Regions from separate parts of the Mus musculus genome. Here regions 2 and 3 are each linked to region 1. The links are chromatin contacts, called in public HiChIP or PLAC-seq and promoter capture Hi-C maps. All regions are on one chromosome and are shown on one strand. The core of a region is the stretch at or near the end of the contact, and the rest is flanking DNA. Distances in the headings are between cores, read along the strand shown.

Region 1 (4,483 bases), core at 249-2,748:
ATATAAGCATCAAAACTTGGGAGGTGGCACATAACTCCAATCCCAGTGCTTACGAGGTAGAGGGCTGCAGATTCCGTGAGTTCCAGTCAGCCAGGACTACAATAGTGAGATCTTGTCTCAAATAGACAAATGCATCTATGCATACAGATAGATGTATATATATGGAGGTCAGAGACCAAGTCTGGTGTTTTCTGCATTGCCCTATACCTTAATTGAGGCTTCACTGATTCAGCACATTCCCAGAGCCTCAGGGACCCTGTGGCTTGGCTCGTCCCCTAGAGCTGGGGTTACAGGCATGAGACACAGCTCTACAGTGAGTTGTAGGCCATCTGTACCTCAGGATGGTAGCACAGCCTCTCATTGACCAAACTCAAGAAGCGGGTATTTACTTATAAATTCCAGGCCAGCCAGGGCTACATGGCAATACCTTTACAAAAAGAAAGTCATGTGTGGTAGCCACACACCTCTAATGTCAGTGCTCAGGAGGCTCTGTAGCACAGATGGCCTCAAACTCACTGGAGAGCAAGGGTTTGAGCAAGGGTTTGAATTCCTGGTCTTCCACCTCCAGTGCTAGGATGACAGGTGTGCTCTACCATGCCTGGTGGAATGGAGTATGGAGCCCAGGTTTTCTGTACACCAGGCATATGCCCCAACTTAAGCTATATCCTTAACCCCATTTTGTTTCCTCTGATAGGTCTCACTCTAACTGAACTCATGGCAATCCTCCTGCCTCAGACCCCTCAAATACTGAGCTCAGAGGCCTGTCACCAGGCTACGTGGTTTTCTTTCTTTTTTTTTTTGAGACAGGGTTTCTCTGTATAGCTCTGGGGGTCCTGGAACTCACTTTGTAGACCAGGCTGGCCTCGAACTCAGAAATCCGCCTGCCTCTGCCTCCCAAGTGCTGGGATTAAAGACGCGCGCCACCGCGCCCGGCTCTACGCTGTTTTTACTCAGGGTTCTGAATCATCTGCTAGTTTCCCTGTACGTAATGCCTCCCATCCACAGCCCTCTGGATACCCGGCTCTGGGCCTCAGTTTCCCCCGAATGCTCACCTGCCCACAGTGTTTTCAGGGCCAGCAGTAGCAGCAGGGACCAGCAGACCTCCATCCTGGCACAGGATCAGTGGTCCCTGGGGGAAAGGGTTCCCCACTCTCTCTTCCTGTGGGGACAGGTGGCCTTCCCAGTACCACCCACCTTGCACAAGTGTCAACTCCTCCTACTTCACACCCTGCTGTGTGGTTTTAGAAAGCAATTCTGCTGTCAAAGCTGCCCCCTGCCTGGGGGGCAGCAACTATAGCCCAGTGATGCTCATTCTGGTGATTAGCACCAGGTAAACACTGGGTCTGTCTCAATGGACCTCAACCCCCACAGAGGATGACTCACAGGGTCAGTTCTCTCCTTGAGCCGTGTAGGTCCTGTGCTAGGCTTGGTGGCAGGCCTCTACCCACTGAGCCTTACTGCTGGCCCTGCAACTTTGTACATAAGGCTGGCTGCAAATTATACGGGTAGAGGAAGGCCTGAACTAACGCCTTTCCAACAACTTGTCCTTCTCTCATCAGTTATAAGCAGCACAGGTTCCATGAAGTGCTATTCAGTAGAGTACAGCTTTGTTCTGGAGACTGGAACTCTGGAGAGTTAACAGGCCCACGCAATGAAAGTGACACTTTCTTTTCCTTTCTTTACATGGCACCCAATGCTATTTCAGCACTGGGTCACTGTAGCCACCCTGCACAGCATGATGTGGTCAGAGCATCACTCAGCCTGTCCTTCCTGTGGGGAGTCACCAGGCTGCCTGCCACAGGGACTCCTCAGGCAGGCACTGGAGTTCCCAGGGCTGAAGAAGTGCCCAGGACACAAGGACTGCTGGGATACTAGTCCTCTGCACGCCTCAGGACCCAGGCCTTCTGACTGCAGGATGGAGGCGGACACAGACAGCCACAGTGCCAGATGCAGGAAGGTGGGATCTGCAGGCAGCAAGTTGCTTCTGGGCCTGGGGCCCCTGTACAATCCTGAGCCTTAACAGTCACTATCTCTTCCTGCCCATCCCACGGCCTTGGCCGGGCTACCCAGGTGGCCCTCAGTACCGAGTGCCACCGGCGTCCTAGGTGATTCTCTCAGCTTCTCAGAAAGCTATTTTATTTTATTTCACACACACCAAAAGCAGAGAGGAGACTGTGGTGCTGGCCTTCCTTGGGCTGGGCTGGAGTCTCTGGCTCCCCACCAGGCAGTCGGTCCCCAGCCTCCCAGGCTTGTCATCATCTGAAAGCTGAGTGGGGTGTTTGCCCTGCACCACAGCTCTTCTCCAAAGCCGAGGAAAACCCATGGGGAATACGGGGTAAGAGGACCTAAGGATCATGGGATGGGAGCCCACATGGAACCTCGGTGAGGTAGTCTGTCGCCTGAGGCCCACACGGGTCCTGCTGAGGTAAAATTTGTAAGTTTATTTCAGGGACGTGGGTCAGGACTCTTCGGTGCCAGAGTCATCCTCTTCATCCCCAAAGCAGCTGTCGGCCTCCTCCACTTCGCCGTCCTCATAGTAGTCGTCGTAGAAGAGGTCCGAGCCCTCGTCGGGCGCCGGCGCCTTGGTCTTCACGCAGTACTCGGCCAGCGTAGTGGGCACCTTCACACCATCGCGCTCCGCGTCCACCTTGGTCCCCAGGACCTGCTTCCTGGGGAGACAGGGCAGGTGAGGCCAAGGCCCAGGACAATGGGATTCCAAGAATAGACACTGAATGGAGGGCAGGGAGCAGGTGGGAGGGAATAAAGGGCGTGGGGACAAGGAGTGGCCAGTTCCCAGCAGGAAGGTAACCACAGCTGGCTGTGGGAAACAGGTTTGTCACTTAGTACTTGGAGGCTGAGGCAGGAGGCCTGCTGAGTCTCAGGGTGGCTTCAGCTGTAATAGGATCTGTCTTATGACAACAGTCATTAAAAAAAAAAAAAAAAGTGGAGGTGATGCAGTCAGAGTGTTTGTTGTGTAAGCACAAGGACCCAAGGCCAGCTCCCAGCACCACAGAAACAGCTGGGCACACCAGGATCCATGCTGTAATCCCAGTACTGTGGGGGCCACGACACTAGTTCCAGGTTAAAGAGCACACACCTACCCACATTCCACACCAACATCAAACTCCCCCAAACTGCAGCCTGACCTGAGGGGCACTCTGATGAAGGGCAGTCCCAGAAGAACCTTATGAGGTTCCAGGCCCCACAGGCCATGGATGAAGTGACAAAGATACGGGTGAAGCAACACATAAGAGCTTCCTTGCACAGGGGGCAGCAATTAAGTAAAGAAATCAGGGCCTGGGACAGAGCTTCAAGTGCCTGAGAGGTCAGGCCATCCTCAGGACAGTCGCAGTGCACAGGTCCTAATGCAAAAGGCAAGTAGAGCTGACACGGGTCTTAGCTTCCCAGAGGGAATGGGGTACAAAACAATGTTAGAGGGAAGCCTGTGACAGCAGCTCATTCTAACAGCCCAACCTGCCCTCAAGGCCCTTCTCACAGGCTCCCAGCTCTCCTGTCCTTGACTAGACACTGGCTCTCAGGTTGAATCTCAGGAGTAGTACAGGCCTCATGGTCACATTGAGTGTCTCCTGGTGTCAGAATGGTAAAAATAGCCTGGGGCTCCTGCTCTGGGACAGGGATACAGTGAGGAAGCAGCCAGGAGAGCTGGGCTAAGGGCTGCCAGGAAGCTGGAGAGCTGCTATAGCACAACACAGGGTAATCAGCCTTCTTCCCTGCCGGTGAAGAGCAGGAGGCAGAAAATTACAGGCCAGTCTCAACAGAGAACAAAGCCTTCAAGGGATCCTTGCTCACCTGCCCATTGTGAAGGTGACACCTCCATAGTACAGAGCTCAGACCTTCCTGAATAACTAATACCTCCATGCAGGACGATGGCGGCTACATGCATCTTGTTCTAAGGCCAGAGACTAACCCCAGTATCTTGCACATGTTGGACTAGCACTGACTACCAAGTTGCAGCCTATACCAATTCTGAGAAGGCAGGTTTGCCTTCTGCAGGACAAGGCCACAGGGCTCCTGCTGAGCAAGTGCTTGCCCTGTCTGTGGCTCCAGGCAACTGGCCGACAAGCATGACAACACTATAGGCCCCATGTGTTTGGGTCACTGTGTAGTCAAGCACTTGGTCACTTAAGAGGTAGCATGTGCTGTCATCCTGACATCATGAACATGAGGAGATAAGGAGTTATATGGAGGCCTGTCTCAGAAAACACAGAAGCTAGCTGGGCAGTGGTGGCGCATGCCTTTAATCCCATCACTTGGGAGGCAGAGGCAGACAGATGTCTGAGTTCGAGGCCAGCATGAGTTCCAGGACAGCCAGAGCTATACAGAGAAACCCTGTCTCAACCCCACCCCCCAAATCCCCACAAGAACAACAACAACAAAACAAAACACAGAAGCTAAGTAATAGGGGTCTGGCGAGATGGCTCAGCAGTTAAAGAGTGCCAACTACTTTTCCAAAGGTCCTGAG
Region 2 (4,056 bases), core at 437-2,936, 1.1 Mb before region 1:
TGTTCCCTCGCCCACCTGGGATCTTCAGGGGTGGGTGAGGGACATCAGGAGCACCACCGAGGCCCCGGACCCAGGTTACTACAGCAATTAAGGGCAACCCTAGAACTGCAGGAAACAATGCTCAGGTGGCAGCAGCGGCAATAATTAAGTGCCCGGGCTTCCCACTCAAGAGCCATTGACAACAGTCAACCCGAGTCACTGCCCCTCACCTGTGTGACTCTGCCCCTTTTGTAGCAAGACAGGCCTCACAGGCAGTGTCATCTCAGCACTGTGGCCCATCCCACTCCATGCTGCCAATCCTCCCTTCACACCAGGTCACTCGCTCCTTCCTACCCTCTGGTCAGCAGCTACCAGTGACCCCAAAGTTCTACCTCACTAACTACTCATGCTCTAGAGTCAGACAACCCCAAGTCTCCTCTCTTCCCTACTGCCACTCTATAGGTGTCTGCACAGCCTATATCCAAAGTTCCTACCACCTATATCGACGCCCTTCCCAAACCAGTCCCCATTCTGAACCCTTCAAGTGATACCCTCCATCCCACCCACTGCAGACTTTTAACTGCCAAGTGGACCAGGGATTAAGGTCACCTCACATCATACTCACCACACCACACCACCTCCATGTCCTCCAACATAGCTCTGTGAGCCCCCAAGCCTGACCACTTCCAAGGTCCTAATTCTGACCCAAATCCCTCCAAAGTATTAGAGCCCTCAACACGCAATCACTAAATCCAACCTAAACCTCATCCCAGCTTCCCCACCTGTGACTTCCTAAACCGACACAAGCTTCTTTCTCAACACCCCAAATCTGATCCCATACTCTCCCACCAAGAAATGAGTCCTCAACATGTACCCAAGAATATAATAGGATTCCTCCCCAACAGCACCCAAAATCCCAGTATTCTGCAAAGAACTCCAAACACCGGGACGAGCCCCACCTCTACATAGCATACGATTTATTACCCAAACGCCCTACAGGTAACCACAAACACTTCGCCACCTGACATTAGAACTAGCTCACATATCCGAGAGGCAGACCCCAAATTCGAGTCTCCAATCTCTTCTCAGATCCCTCCCCAAATCTTAGGCTCAACTCACAACCCCCGAATCCGATTCGAACCCAAAATCGAATCCTACATTTTCGCGAAATGTTCCCGGTCCTCCAATCAAACCAAACCCTATTCCTCAACCTGAGACTCCCTAATTCCACTCGAATCCCAAATCCGAGTCCGCGACCCGCTCCACAGGCCCCGCCCCGCCCCGCCCCGCCCCCTGCGCGATTGTGGCCGCCACAAAGGGGCGGATCTCGCGCTGCCGAGACTTATCTGGCGCCGGAGGCCGACCCCGCTCCGGGCCTGCGCGTCCTGCGCTGCCCTCTGGGGCCTACGCGGACGCTGTTTCTGGAAGGTTCGCGGCGGCGGGGGCAGGGCTCTCACCTCTCGCTGCTGCAGCCGCCGCGGCTGTGCTGACTAAGAAGCGGCATGGTGCGGCTGGCGTGAAGCGTGGCGCTGCGTTTGTCCCCTTCCTTCTCTCTGGCGAAGCAGTGGCTGTTGAGGATCCGCTGCAGGGAGGATTTCACCATCCGGCCGCTGGGGTCCGAAACCAGCAAAAACCTCCGCTGCACTTCCCGCGCCGCCGCCGCTGCTCGCCGTTCGCAAAATGGCGCCGGCGCCGACGCCCACTTTTATATGCGTCGTCACGGCAGGCCACGCCCCCACACGCAGGCGTAAACGCAGCAGTGTGAGGCGACGGAGGAACGGGGTGGGGCCACAGTGGCAGCCCAAGGAAAAACCAAATGCGTCCCACCTACTCCGGCTTCTGATTGGCGAGAGTAAAAAGACAGACAGAAGGTTTCCGTTGATGATTAGTTGGCGATAGGAGAATCCCGGCCCCGCGTGTTTGCGTCACTCTGTGGGAGGGAAGACAGAAAAGCCAGACGCGTCCCGCCCCTACAAGGCTCTGATCGGTCAATGTAGAAAAACGGACGTATTGGCCCCTTTGAGGATTGGTTGGAGTTCTGACAAGCCCGCCCTCGAGGCTTTATGACGTGAGGCGGAGGCGGGGCTTCTGTAGTCGCCTCCAGGACGTAAACCCCCATCTAGCCCAGGCCTCAAGGCTAGGACTCTGCGCCTCCTCTAGTACCTGTGGCCCTTCAGTTTTGTCATCTGTCATCCTTTCCATCTTAACCATTATGGTCCCACTCATGGGACGCCCCGCTCCGGGAAGACTGTCAGGACATAACTGTCAAGGGTACCTGAGGCTGACCTAGGCGGTTTGCTTGGTGCCCATCCCCCACGCGGCAAAATTATTCTAATGACCTTGTAATAATGGGTAATAGATTGGGACTCTTTGTTTTAAAAGCAACTTGCTATTTAAAAGAAAATCTGTCAAAAGTTAAGTATCCCAATCTAGAGAAGTATTTTATGTCAAATTGGAATTTAAACAACTTTTCTCATAGACTCAGCTTGAAGGTTTCCTTCATCCCAACCCCCCCTCCCCCGCCGCCGCCGCTTTTTTGTTGTTGTATTTTGATTTTTGTTTTTTGAGACAGGGTTTCTCTGTTTGCCTGCCTCTGCCTCCCAAGTGCTGGGATCAAAGGCGTGCGCCATCACTGCCCTGCTTACAATTTATTCTTAAAGAATTTCGTATTCTTTTTCTCTTTATGGGTTTTTTGTTGTTGTTGTTTTGTTTTGTTTTGTATGTTTTGTTTTTGAGACAGGGCTTTTCTGTGTAGCCCTGGATGTCCTGGAACTTACTCTATAAACTAAGCTACCCTCAAACTCAGAGATCTGCCTGACTCTGCCAGCTGAGTGTTGGGATTAAAGGCCTGTGGCACCACACCCTGCTCTTTCTCTCTCTCTCTCTCTCTCTCTCTCTCTCTCTCTCTCTCTCTCTCTCTCTCTCTCTCTCTCTCTCTCTCTCTCTCTCAAGATTTACTTATTTTATTTATATGAGTACACTGTTGTTGTTTCTGGTCTTCAGACACAGACCAGAAGAGGGTGTGAGATCCCATTATAGATGGTTGTGAGCCACCACGTGGTTGCTGGAAATTGAACTCAGGACCTTTGGAAGAGCAGTCAGTACTCTTAATCTCTGAGCCATCTCTCCAGCCCCCTCTAATTCTCTTTTTTTGTGAGCAAACTACAGTGTGATACAAAGATCAGAATTCAGTAAAAATCTATCTATGGTTGTGATAAAAGCCACTCAACCTAGCTGAGGCAGGAGGATTGCTGGAAGTTCCAAGTAATCATGGACTGCCAAAAAATCCCTTGTCTTGATAAACAGATGTCCCTGTGGTGGTGGCACAAGTCTTTAATCTCAGCACTCTGGAGACAGGGCACGTGGATCTCTTCTGAGTTCCAGGCCAGTATGGTCTTAGAGGGTAAGTTCTAAGACAGTCAGGGCTTAACAGAGAAACCCTGTCTCAAAAAACAAACACACAAAACAAAACTGGCTGTTTTTCCAAACGATCTAGATTCTATTCCCATCCACATGATGATTCATTACCACCAGGAACTCCAAATCTGAGGGTCAGGAGCCCCTTCAGACATCTGTGGGACCTGTGTTGTTCTGTGCTGTTTTGTTTCTGAGACAAGGTTTCTCTGGCGGTTAATCCTGTGTCTTTTGAGACTAAAATTGATCAAACACTGCCTATTCCAACGTCAGTTTGACTTAAGCACCATCTTTCACTTCCAGGTTAAAATCAGAAATAGTTTCATTTTTGGAATACAATTTCAGTGTGAGAAGCAAACGGAGAATTCTTGCTGTTGAGTGGGCACAGATCCTGAGTGGAGACTACACCTCTGCCCTTGCCAGCTCACAGCCTCCTGTAACTCTAGCTCCAAGGAACCAACGCCCTTTTCTAGCCTCTGCAGGCACCAGGCAGGCTCCGATTGGCTCGAGTAGGCTACATTGGTCAGAGTAGACCCTGTCTTTGGACAATGGGAAACAATGTTAGATCTTTCCACGTGAGGGCTGGTGAGACGGCTGAGTGGGTAAAGGTGCTTTCAAACAAGGGTGGAAAGCAGACCTTGATTGCAGGAACCCAGAGAGTGG
Region 3 (4,261 bases), core at 210-2,709, 1.2 Mb before region 1:
GGCATAGCCAGGGGAGTTCCTCCATCAAAAGAGAAAAGAAAAAAAAAAAGACAAGGAGAAACCAGAATAGCCTTGGTGGACGGCACCTGCACAAAGAGGGCAGTTTCCAGAGGACAGTGGCCTGCTAAATATGATGTAGAGCCCTGGCCCACTGGCCAGATGCAGCAAGCCCTGACACACTTTCAAAAGCTCATGCTCAGCCAAGAACAGGATGTGGGGATAAAAGCAGCCAAAGAGAGATGTTGGCCACATGGTGGAGAGCCCAGGAACCACATGTGTGAGGAATGCCTTAAAGCTTAGCCAATCAAGGAGGCACATGCCAGCCAGTTGTGGCAGCACCGGGGAGGCTGAGGCAGAGCTGCAAGCCCACCGCCAGCCTGGGCCATACAGGGAGACCCTGTCACAAAAGTCTGTAATCTCAAAAAGGAAAAGAAAAAGTATTTTTAAAAATGACCTGGGCTCTTGTTTCACAAGACAAGAGCGTACACAGTAGCAGGACGCACTGGCCACCCTTCAAACCGGCCCAAGACCCAAGGATGCAACACTCCAGGATCTGGGACTGAAGGCTGGAGCCACAAAGACAAAACAAGAAAGGACTCTACTAAGCCAGGAGTTGCGATGCGGCGCGTGAGATAACTAGGCCGGTGTTTTGCTTTGAGTTCCAGGTTAGCCAAGCCTCACCGGGTGCACAGGGACAGCCAGGGCAACATGGGAAGTCAGAGCCCAGCCTGGACTGCAGAGCGAGCTGGAGGCCAGCCTGAGCTGCGGAGCAAGTTGGAGGGCAGCCTGGACTGCAGAGTGAGTGTGAAGCCAACATGGGTTACATAGTGAGTTCAAGGCTAGCCTGGACTACGCCGAGTTCGAGACCAGCATGCCACCTCTCTCAGAAAGCAAAGCACACCAGAAGCCAGCCTCCTGCCAGGGCGCACCCCGCGCACACCTGAGGCGTCCCAGCAGAAGCTCGTCCCCAGCGTTCTGCACCGACCCTGAGGTGGGGACCCCCTTCCGCCCAAGGTCACAGAACAGAAGCCGGGGTGCCGGGCTGCATGCACCTCGGGGGCCGCGCTGGACGCCCCGGGGATGGAGCGCGGGAACTCGCCCCATTCTGCAAAAGGGGAAACTGAGGCTGGCAGGAACAGCGGCGGCGGCGGTTGGGGCCCCGGGGCGCAGGGCGGGCTAAGCCCCGCCAGAAGTCTGCGGTGGCAATGAGCGAGTGGACCGCAAGGTCAAGGGCACGGTCAGGAGTTGGGGGGCCGGGCCGATCGGCCGTGGCGCTCACCTGGGCCGCGAGTAGCAGCAAAGCTGCGGCCAGCCGCGCCGCGGCCATGTCCGCCGGTCCCCCCGCAGCTCTAGGCGGAAGGTTTCCTGGCAACGCCTTCGGGACGCCGCAACGTGCTTGCGCCGAGGCTGCGCGTGCGCAAAGGCCTCCGCGTTAGAAAAGGGCGGGGCGGCGCCTGCGCAGAGCGACGTGAGGCGACAAGATGGCGGTGAGCATGTCTAGATCGTGGAAAGCAGGGCCGCGGGATCGAGGGTCTGTGGAAGCGAGAGCAGAAAGACTGAAAGGAGAGTGACGGACGCCCTAGAGTAGGGAGACAGGGTGCTGAAGGATGGGAGCCACGTGGGACTGCAGACGGAAGCCATGGGTACAGACCAGGTGACATGAAAAACAGACGACCGACATGAGGATGCAGACGCGGAACGTGGGGGTTGCAGACCAGGCAGACAGGGGTGCGTACAGGAAACAGTGCAGATGGGGTATCCAGGGATGCAGATGAGGACGTGGGCATGCAGACAGAAATGCAGACTCGGGCATAGCATTCAATTAGGCAGACACTGGAGGTGAGGATGCACCCAGGGTTCTGGGAGCCTGAGTTGGAAAGGAGTCCCTGGGTGCCATGCCCAGGCTACAGGGATATGGGGAGGCTGGACCTCTCTCCTCAGCGCCCCACCTCCCAGCAGGACAAAGAGAAAAAGAAGAAAGAAAGCATCTTGGACCTCTCCAAGTACATCGATAAGACCATTCGGGTGAAGTTCCAGGGTGGCCGGGAAGGTGAGTGCCTACCGCAGGGCTCCCTGACACAGAGCTTGGCTGAGGTCACAGCAAGCAAGGGAAGCCACCTAGTACAGGCGTTCCAATAATGGCTTGGGCTATTGTGTACCATTGAAAGGTATGCCCCTATTGTGGGTGGGGAAACAGAGCCCCAGGAAAGGAGTCAAGTGAGATTAGCACCCAGACCAGTATGGATGGATCCTGAAGGAAGGGGCCAGGACCCACGAGGAGGTGGAAGGAGGTGATAGGAAGCCCTGTTCTTAAGCACCTGGACACAGCAGGAACCTGGAAGGTTTCCCAATGAAAGGATTGAAAGTTCCAGGCCAGTTTAAGTTATGTAGCAAGATCTGTCTCCAAGAATCAACCATGGGTGGGGCTGTATGTCTGTGGGTAGATTGCTGGTTTAGCATGCATAAAGCCCTGAGTTCTATTCCCAACCCCGTGTAAACCTGGCGTGGTTGTATAAGCCTGGCATTCCAACACTAGGGGTAAGACAGGAGGATCAGGCTGCCTAGTGAGTCTGAGACCAGCTTGGGCACATGAGACCCTGGGGGGGGGGGGGGAGACTGTTTCAGATTGCATGGATGGGTGACAATAAAGTTTTATGGACACTATATAGCACCTTCCATACTGGAAAGAAGAGGGTTGGAGTCACAGTGACTAGGCCACCACACTTACTTACTCATGAGTTCTGTGGTGGCAACTGTTCCTGAGCTGCCATACCAGGTTCTATATGTGTTACGGGGTGGACTGACATTCTTCTCCATGTCTCGCCCGTGTTCCTCAAGCCAGCGGTATCCTGAAGGGCTTTGACCCACTGCTCAACCTGGTGCTGGATGGGACCATGGAGTACATGAGAGGTGAGCCGGCCGAGGTTGTTGTAGGACGGTGCTGGGGACCTGTGGGGTCAGATTACAGCAGGTGGTGACTTAGGGTGCAGTGTTGGAACACCAGAGGACTGGTGTGCTTGCCGGGAGGGCCTCAGGCTTGAGACTTCCAGCTCACTCTCCTCAGGTAGCTGGCTTTATCCTCAGCCCTCAGGACAGCAGGAATGGTGGCCGCTGTCCTCGGCCAGGAATGTCTACCTGCATCAGAGACTCCAAGGCTCACTGGATCTCAGCTCTGTATAAGCAGGTCCACCCTGTAGTGCCCTGAGCAGACCCCTGCCCCCCACACCAGGTTTCCTGTCTCCAGCCCTCGTGACAGTTATGTCTGACTGCTTACCAGCTCCTCCTGTTGCCCACCCTCTCCAGTGCATCTGCTGCTCAGTAGATGCCCTTGGTGTTTACGGGGTCAGCATGGGCTCTAGCGTTCTTGAAGTTGGAGATGTCTGGCTCCTCCCTCAGCCACCTTCGTGGTTCTGTGGTTTAGACTCTGCTGGTCAGGTGTTTTGAGAGCATCTGGATCTGTCAGTCCCCAGAAGCTGTGAGTGAGAACTCTCAGGCCCCTGAGGTCCCGGCTGTGGCATGCCTATGGATAGATATGCACCTCAGTCCTCTTGCCTCTCATCCTACCAGACCCTGATGACCAGTACAAGCTGACGGAGGACACTCGGCAGCTGGGGCTTGTCGTATGTCGTGGCACCTCGGTGGTGCTCATCTGCCCACAGGACGGCATGGAGGCCATCCCCAACCCCTTCGTGCAGCAGCAGGACACTTAGCAGCAAAGGAGAGCGGTCCAGCCCCAGGGATCTTCCTTCTATGGGGTGAACTTCTGTGTGATGTTTTGGTCTTTTGTTCTTGTTTTGTTTTGTTTTGTTTTTTAATAAAATTGCCCATGTGAGCATCTCCCTCCCTTCCTGCTCTGTAACTTTGATCTTTGGAGAAGCCAGAGCCATGGAGACACCTTGATCAGACACCGTGGTCCAGGGCAGAGCACAGCACAGCCAGGGACTAGCACAGGGATGGGAGAAACCTGGACGCCTGGTCCCGCAGCCCAGCCGGCTTCACCTGGTGGGCTGTGGCAAGAAGACCACACCTAGAAACACCAGAACCTGGTCTTCCTCCATATGGCATCCCCTTAGCACTGGCCCCTGCCTGTTCTCTCTGCCCAGGGGAACCAGGAGGGCCTGAGAAAAGGATTGGCTAGCAGGGAGCCTGGGCCCTGAGGTTCCTCAGGCTGGGGTGCCTCCCTAAAGCGTCTGCCACAAGAGAAGCAGCCCAGGCAGGGGCTGGGGCGGGGCCAGGGCGGGACTCTGTGCTCCTGTGGAAC

Evidence for each region. Promoter capture Hi-C pulls out the DNA fragments that hold promoters and counts their contacts. HiChIP or PLAC-seq counts read pairs in DNA pulled down with a chosen protein or histone mark.
Region 2: an HNF4G HiChIP or PLAC-seq map of pancreatic cancer cells shows a contact between it and region 1. The contact joins the promoter of Oaz1 here to the promoter of Gzmm in region 1. A contact is called at or near these places in 3 of 39 promoter capture datasets (liver, neutrophils and pre-B cells) and 1 of 115 datasets of contacts at active chromatin or transcription factors (pancreatic cancer cells).
Region 3: a contact with region 1 is called in a promoter capture Hi-C map of pre-B cells, with 6 times the contacts expected there. The contact joins the promoter of Lsm7 here to the promoter of Gzmm in region 1. A contact is called at or near these places in 2 of 39 promoter capture datasets (cranial neural crest and pre-B cells) and 1 of 9 other capture datasets (liver).

What each region holds. Positions count from the first base shown.
Region 1 is chr10:79,686,035-79,690,517 of GRCm38.p6, reverse strand. Gzmm (granzyme M (lymphocyte met-ase 1)) reads right to left here and starts at 1,498. Exons shown (of 5, transcript NM_008504.3): 1 at 1,053-1,498. The coding sequence starts at 1,107. Cdc34 (cell division cycle 34) reads right to left here. Exons shown (of 5, transcript NM_177613.2): 5 at 2,120-2,669. The coding sequence ends at 2,459.
Region 2 is chr10:80,824,286-80,828,341 of GRCm38.p6, reverse strand. It overlaps Oaz1 (ornithine decarboxylase antizyme 1), which reads right to left and starts at 1,686. Exons shown (of 5, transcript NM_008753.4): 1 at 1,437-1,686; 2 at 1-105. The coding sequence starts at 1,582.
Region 3 is chr10:80,852,407-80,856,667 of GRCm38.p6, reverse strand. Lsm7 (LSM7 homolog, U6 small nuclear RNA and mRNA degradation associated) reads left to right here and starts at 1,459. Exons shown (of 4, transcript NM_025349.2): 1 at 1,459-1,487; 2 at 1,960-2,050; 3 at 2,839-2,910; 4 at 3,568-3,843. The coding sequence starts at 1,482. The coding sequence ends at 3,710. Sppl2b (signal peptide peptidase like 2B) reads right to left here and starts at 1,393. Exons shown (of 15, transcript NM_175195.3): 1 at 1,280-1,393. The coding sequence starts at 1,327.